Linked DNA regions of Mus musculus: region 1 is linked to region 2. A link is a contact called in public Hi-C data. All regions are on one chromosome and are shown on one strand. Each heading gives the region's core, a stretch centred on a gene start, on an enhancer-like site or on the middle of the called end of the contact. The rest is flanking DNA. Distances are from core to core; before and after follow the strand shown.

Region 1 (2,915 bases), core at 193-2,692, 110 kb after region 2:
AGTGGATATTTTTGTAAGAGAGTGTTTTTTGGTATTTCAGCCCAAGGAAAAATAGTAGAAACCTAAACATGACAGTCTGCAAATCGTTAGAGTTTCAAAGAATGAAGGTGTGATTTTTTTTTTTTTTTGTGCAAGGGTGTTAATTAATGTCTGACATGGCTGAGTGCCCGAGTAGTGCTCTGATCAGTGTAAAACCCCATCTCTCAGATCTGATGCTTCAGCTCATGCTGAGGACCCACCGGTTCTCTGTAACAGGAGTGCTCTCCAGAGAGCAAATAGTTTGACATTTTGTGGATGCCACTGCCCTTGTTTTAGTTATCGAGGTTTGCTCTGGAGAGCAGGCAGATACATGTATCAACCTTGTGTCAATCTCATCTGCTTCATGTGCCAGACTGCCTCATTTAGCTAGGGTGGTGACTGAATAGTTTGGTCCAGGGCATGGCATCCCTGTTAGACCAGGCCAGGTATCAGGGTGTCAGTGTGGGTAAGCCTTCATACTCTGTTCCCTCTGGAGACATTCGGTTTCTAGAAAGGCAAACCTTTCCAATAGCCAGGGCTCTTTGAATCAAGCTCAGCTCAGGGAGAGAGCCACTGGCCATCGTCCTTCCAGCTCCATTATAGAAGTGGCTGGGAGAGAGATCAATGGGAATAGGTCAACCTGTACATGAAAAGTTGGAAGGGAACAGCAGAGCCAGAATTTTAATTTTTCTACTTGCTGTACAAGAAGATGCACTCACAGAGGATCCAGGTTCCATTCCCAGTACCCATGTCAGCAGGCTCGAAACAGCTGCTAACTCTGGCTCCAGGGGGGAGGAGTTATGGGGGGGGGGATATCTCTCATAGGCCAGGCCTAGAGCTTGCCACGTAGACCAAGGCCAGCAAGCCTCAGTGTTTCTTTTATCTGTCTCTGCTCCCCCAGCTTTGGGAGCCTTTTACCTGATTCTTAGACTCAGGTCTTCATGTTGCAACATAAGCGCTTTACTGACTGAGATGTTTCATCATCCCTGAGAGAACACTGTTGGCTGCTAGCCTATGCTGCTCTGTGGTTGTTGAATCCAGCTATGTCTTGACCTATTTATTCCCTTCCAGATGTCCTGCAGGTCTAGGTAAATAGTGAAATAGGAGCTGTGATCAAAGAAGACAGGGCCCTGGGCACTGCAATTCTGTTAGAGGGCATATTCAGAGCCAGTGTGGGTGGAGACATGTTCATGTGGCTCAGGTAGGAAATCAGAAGTCTGGAGAAGGCAGGGCAGCCTGGGTTGGAAAGGAAGGCTGTAGATGGCTCTGACATCAGCCTGCTTGCTGCCCTTGTTTGACTCCTCCTCCTGGGGTGGGGTGGTTATCACTAGAAAGGACTTGGAGTCAAGCTTTAGAGATGTCCTGAGGCATACTGCAGCTGCTGGTGCATTCCTGATAAGCTCAGGAATGACTAATGCAGTTAAGGATGTGGGGTGGAGGACAGAGCACCCTTTGTTCCATTCAGCTGATATATGCTAGGCAGTGATGCTCCAGCTCAGAGTCAGAGCTGAAGGAGAGGAAGGACTCTTGGTGGTGTGCTTTTCACTTCTCTGTCTTCTGTGCAGTCCTTGGAGCTCACACACAAGACAGCTGCCTTCACAGAGGTTGCACGACTGAGCCAAGATTTTACAAGATATTAGCAGGATCAAATGGAGCACCGCCCAAGTGACCCCACACACTCAGTGGACACATAGGCCCTCATTCATCAACCAAGGCTGGTCAACTACTTCAGAAGAGACAGCAAATCATGGGCCGGTTGTCCCTTTTCCCATAAGCATTAGTGTTTGCCAAGCATTTATCTGGCAACTCAAGTAATGTCATTGTTTTAGGTAAATGTGTGTTCATGCCGCTTACATATTTGTAAATTTTGTGTATGTGTGTGTGCGTGTGTGTGTGTGTGTGTGTGACTGTGTGTTGCTATGTGCACGGAGGCTGGGGCATTGGATTTTCCCTAGAGTTAGAGTTAGAGTCTGTTGAGAGCCTGCTGCCATGGGTCCTGGGAAGGGAACCTGGATCCTCTACAAGTGCACTGCACATACACATTCTTAACTGCGGAGGCATCTCTTCAGCCCCGGCTGTCATCGTTTTTATGCTATCTATCTGTGATAGAGATCAAGACATTCTTCTGAGTCCTGTCTCCTGCATCTGTATCCCCCCTTTCCAGAACTCTTCCCCTGAACCCCTCTCTGGCTTTCCAGTTTTAGTTGTAGAGCATCTAGGAGGGAATGCGCAGCCTGAATGTAGAGGCTCTGCTGTTGTGACTCCTGCCCCTGTATGTGTTTTCTGTTTGTTTTCTTTTGCTTTTGTTTTTGTCTTCTAAATAGGCAGGGTTTTTAAATAGCTTGCTATTACTGAGGCTTTTAAGAACATTGCACATCATTTTCACAGAAACTTCTCCTAAGTATTTTAAATCAGTATTTAACCAAGACAACACACAGCTGCTATAAATCGGTCTTGCCAGTTGAGCAGAAGCCCAGGTGGACTGAGGACTTGGGCTCAGATATTTGCGGGATTCATCTTCTCAGAGGAATCAGAGCTCTGTTGGGGTGTCAATATGGGATTCTACTACTGGATCAAATTGTAATGTGTAATCACAGTGTCTATGTCATAATTTTATTGTCATTTTGTTCCTCAGGTGACTCCTTATTGTATTGCTAAAAGTATAAAATATATATAACTCTAGGGGTATTTTAGATAGCGGATATGCCGGTGACAATGTCAGTATCTTAAGTCTAATAATAGAGTTGCCATTGCTGGTTCTTTCTCCTGTATTTAGGCTGCTATTTTTAACATTAACTATTCTTACATCTTTGTTAAGACAACAGGGATTTATTTTTACTCACTATTTTGTTTTTGAATAAAATACACACACACACACACACACACACACACACACA
Region 2 (3,249 bases), core at 347-2,846:
TCCAGTTTGGCAGGGGTAAAAAAAAAAGAAGACTCTCCAGTCTGGTACCTTCAAGTGCAGCTCGTTAAAACTAATTTTATTCAAGGCCTGATGCTCACAAGGAGCCAGACCACACATGCCTTGATTTCCTCTCCTACCACGTTTGCTGCCTGTCACTGCGGCCCCGCCCAAGGCCAGCCGGCCTTATTTCTCATTGTGCCAGCAGGTGCACGTGGATGTGTGTGTGTGTGCATGCACCATGAGGTGTCAGGGGAGAAGGCAGCCTTTGGGCAGTCAGGGTCATGGCTGAGGGGACACGGACACGCCACCCTGTGCGACTTGAGGGCCTGCTCTCAGGCTGACCAGGGTCTAGCCCATGGCCCCTAAGGTCCATCCTGGTCTCCTCCTCCAACCTGGTACGTACCCTTACGTTTTATTTCACCGAGCAGAGGGCAGGCTGTGCCGAGTCACAGTACTGCATCTGATCACAGGCCATCGTGACCTAGGCTCCACCCTGCTCATGATGCTTCTGATGGACAGCTCATGGAGGGCCAGGGTGCATGGCATGGAGGGTCAGTATGCCTCAGGAGTAAGCCCTGCTAGGATCTTAGATTTTTTTGATTGGCATTGCTGCCTTTCAAACTTGCCCTAGGGTCAAGGGTACATGCTACTGAGAATGGCCCAACAGAAAAGAAACAGGCTATAAATATACCCATTATATATAACTTTTTTGAGACTGAGTCTTACGGTATAGCTCTGTACAGCCTGTAACTAACTATAGAGACTCAGTTGGTCTTGAACTCTCAAGAGATCCATCTGTTTCTGTCTCCCATGTTGGTGTTAAAGGTATGTACCACCAGGTTCAGTTTTGATAGGATTTTACAGTTCTCCTAGGAGGCAGGGTGGATCCACAGGTTTGGGACTGATCCGAAAAAGCAGCAGCAGAGAAGGGGTTGTCAGGCAGGTGCTATCGGCATCAGTGTCAGCATGTGTCAACAAGCCTGGGGGCGGTTAGAGGGAGTGTTCAGGGCTGTCACTGACGGCCACCTAGTTGGCTGTTAGTCAATGAAATCACTCATTCTGGGAACCTGGAGGCCAGCTGACAACAGCTTCTTGTAGTGTGTCCGCTCTACTCTTCTGACTACACTGACCTGCCCTTGAATAGAAATACAAACACTCATATGTGGGCAAAAGCATTCTTGCCTGACTTGCACCTAAAAACTGCATTGGCTGAGAGACTGCTAAATTGTATTAATGGCTGTTCTGTTGCCAACAAAGGCTTTATGTAGTGTTTTCCAAGCAAAGAGGAGGCACCCTGTGTGTGGCAGGCTCTTCCCCACAAAAGAGAAGCCACAATAGTCAATGCTGTGTGGGAGGTATAAGGACGTGAAGCTGAAAACTGTCCAGGTATCTTATGGCTACTGTGAAACCTCAGGATATCACATTTATGAACGAAGGGCTTTGTCTTGCAAGCGGGTGTTCCTGGAAATATATAGTGGGACTCTCAGAACTAGAACATATGAGCAAATTTCTTATCATTAAAAGGCTGATTAATTAGGTCATTGTTAGCTGGCACACAGGCCCCAGCTATGCAGCCCAGCTACTGTGGCAATACTTGTCGTGTCCACTAGATGGCAGCAGACTGCATGTGCTCACATCCACTTTCCTTACAGCATTTCTTTAACTCATGAAAATCAAGATTAAATCAAACTTTTAATTTAAATTACATCCATGGAGAAAGTATTTTTGAGACATGATAATCCGTCCCGTTCAGAACCTTGGGTGACAGGATGTCACAGGCAGACGTTTGGTGCCTGTGCCTACATTGCTGGCGGTGTCACTACTGCAGTAAAACAAAGGAAAGCGTTTTTTGTTACACTATTTTCTAACAGAGTCTCTCAGAAAGGCAAGCTGAGTGCACTGCAGCTGAGCAGCGACTTCCTCCCTGAGCATCTTCAGCCTGTGGCTGGGCACCACCAGTGCTGCAAGCCTAAGAAGGCAACCAAGGCTCAGAGACTTCAGGAGACTGGAGGCTCCCGGTGCCTTCTCAGGCTGCTACAGGCCACAGCAGTGAGGAGAGGCAGGCCTCACAGGGGGCGGTGGGACAGAAGGAAGCAGGCCCCTCCTTGGCTGAGGGCTGCAGCCCATGGGGAGGTGGGGGAGGCTCTGCAATGATGTCACCAGGGAGGTGGATGTGGGAAGATACCAGGAACAAAGTGGCCCTGTGGCAACAGACCATGTGCAAATATCTCACACAGAACTTCTAAAAGCTGTAATGTGTTCAAGAGTCGGAAAGAGCTGTGAGGACAGCTGGAGAGGTTTTAGGAAACCCATTCTTCTGTGTCAAGGTCACCTACTACAAGAGCCTGTCTACACCCAATGTCACACGTCACCTGTCTGCAGAGGTGCAGAGGAAACACACTGTCCTATGGCTGGGCTGTGGTCACAGACTTTCCTGCCAGGTCCAAGGAGCTGGCCACGTGGAGGGCTGCCAGTCGCTCTAAAGCGAGGAGCACGCTCTTCCCCTTGGTAACCTGCCCGCTGGCGGCCGCTCAGTCAGAGCAGGACGACCTTGGCTGAGGATGAGCTGATGAGCCGTCTCACCACAGCTCGGAAGGTGTTAACAGCGCTGCTCTGGGCGTCTGCTGCTGACAGATTCCGTGGCGGCTTCAGTGCCTGCCTGCAGCTGGCAGCAAGGCCGCCAGCTCTGTGGCAGGCCACCCGTGCCCAGGGCGGGAGGCAAGCCAGGCATGGGATGTATTTGAAATGAGAGAGAAGCTGAAAACCCGCTGGCAGGGCCCACGTGGAGAATGGACTGGAAATTCAGTGACTGACAGCCCGGCAGAGCTCCCCGAGTCACACTGGCTCCTCAGGTGCACAGCTCGGGGTGAGGTCCTCACAAGAGGGTCTGGTGGGAAAGACTGCCTTCAGATGTCAAATCCATCAATCATTAAAAAATGACCCTCACAGTAAAACAATCAGAACAAAGGTGAGATTTTCTGGATGGAGTTCAGAGGAAAACGCCCATTTTCGGGCGGAGTGAGCAGTTTTAATTAGACTGTTTAGACCTAGGCCCGTGCAATTAAATTCAGCAATATAAACTGTTTTCTGTGGAAATTTTACAACGACAAGTTAGGCCCCCAAGTGTGAGTGAACTCTACTGAGCAATCTAGGCCACACTGAAGACTGCTGAGGCCCACGGCTCACTTCCTTGTCAGGCCTATTGGAACACGCAGCACTTCCTTGCAGCCTCTAGCTGACACTGTCTGC

The links. Hi-C and Micro-C count contacts between places; a contact is called where the count stands out from the background.
Region 1: a contact with region 2 is called in a Hi-C map of liver, with 2.4 times the contacts expected there. The contact joins two enhancer-like sites. A contact is called at or near these places in 7 of 484 Hi-C or Micro-C datasets (the P5424 cell line, Sertoli cells, forebrain and 4 more) and 1 of 115 datasets of contacts at active chromatin or transcription factors (embryonic stem cells).

The regions. Positions count from the first base shown.
Region 1 is chr12:28,803,934-28,806,848 of GRCm38.p6, forward strand. All of the region lies in intron 3 of Eipr1 (EARP complex and GARP complex interacting protein 1), which reads left to right. Among named protein-coding and RNA genes, the nearest start is that of Gm46345, 38 kb to the left of the region's middle. Within about 2 kb of position 1,443, at least 131 of the 459 cell types and tissues checked have an H3K27ac peak or open chromatin away from gene starts, as enhancers often do. A contact at or near this core is called in Sertoli cells, embryonic stem cells, liver and 1 more, where this site is marked.
Region 2 is chr12:28,698,250-28,701,498 of GRCm38.p6, forward strand. All of the region lies in intron 8 of Trappc12 (trafficking protein particle complex 12), which reads right to left. Among named protein-coding and RNA genes, the nearest start is that of Mir6937, 21 kb to the left of the region's middle. Within about 2 kb of position 1,597, at least 102 of the 459 cell types and tissues checked have an H3K27ac peak or open chromatin away from gene starts, as enhancers often do. A contact at or near this core is called in Sertoli cells, embryonic stem cells, liver and 1 more, where this site is marked.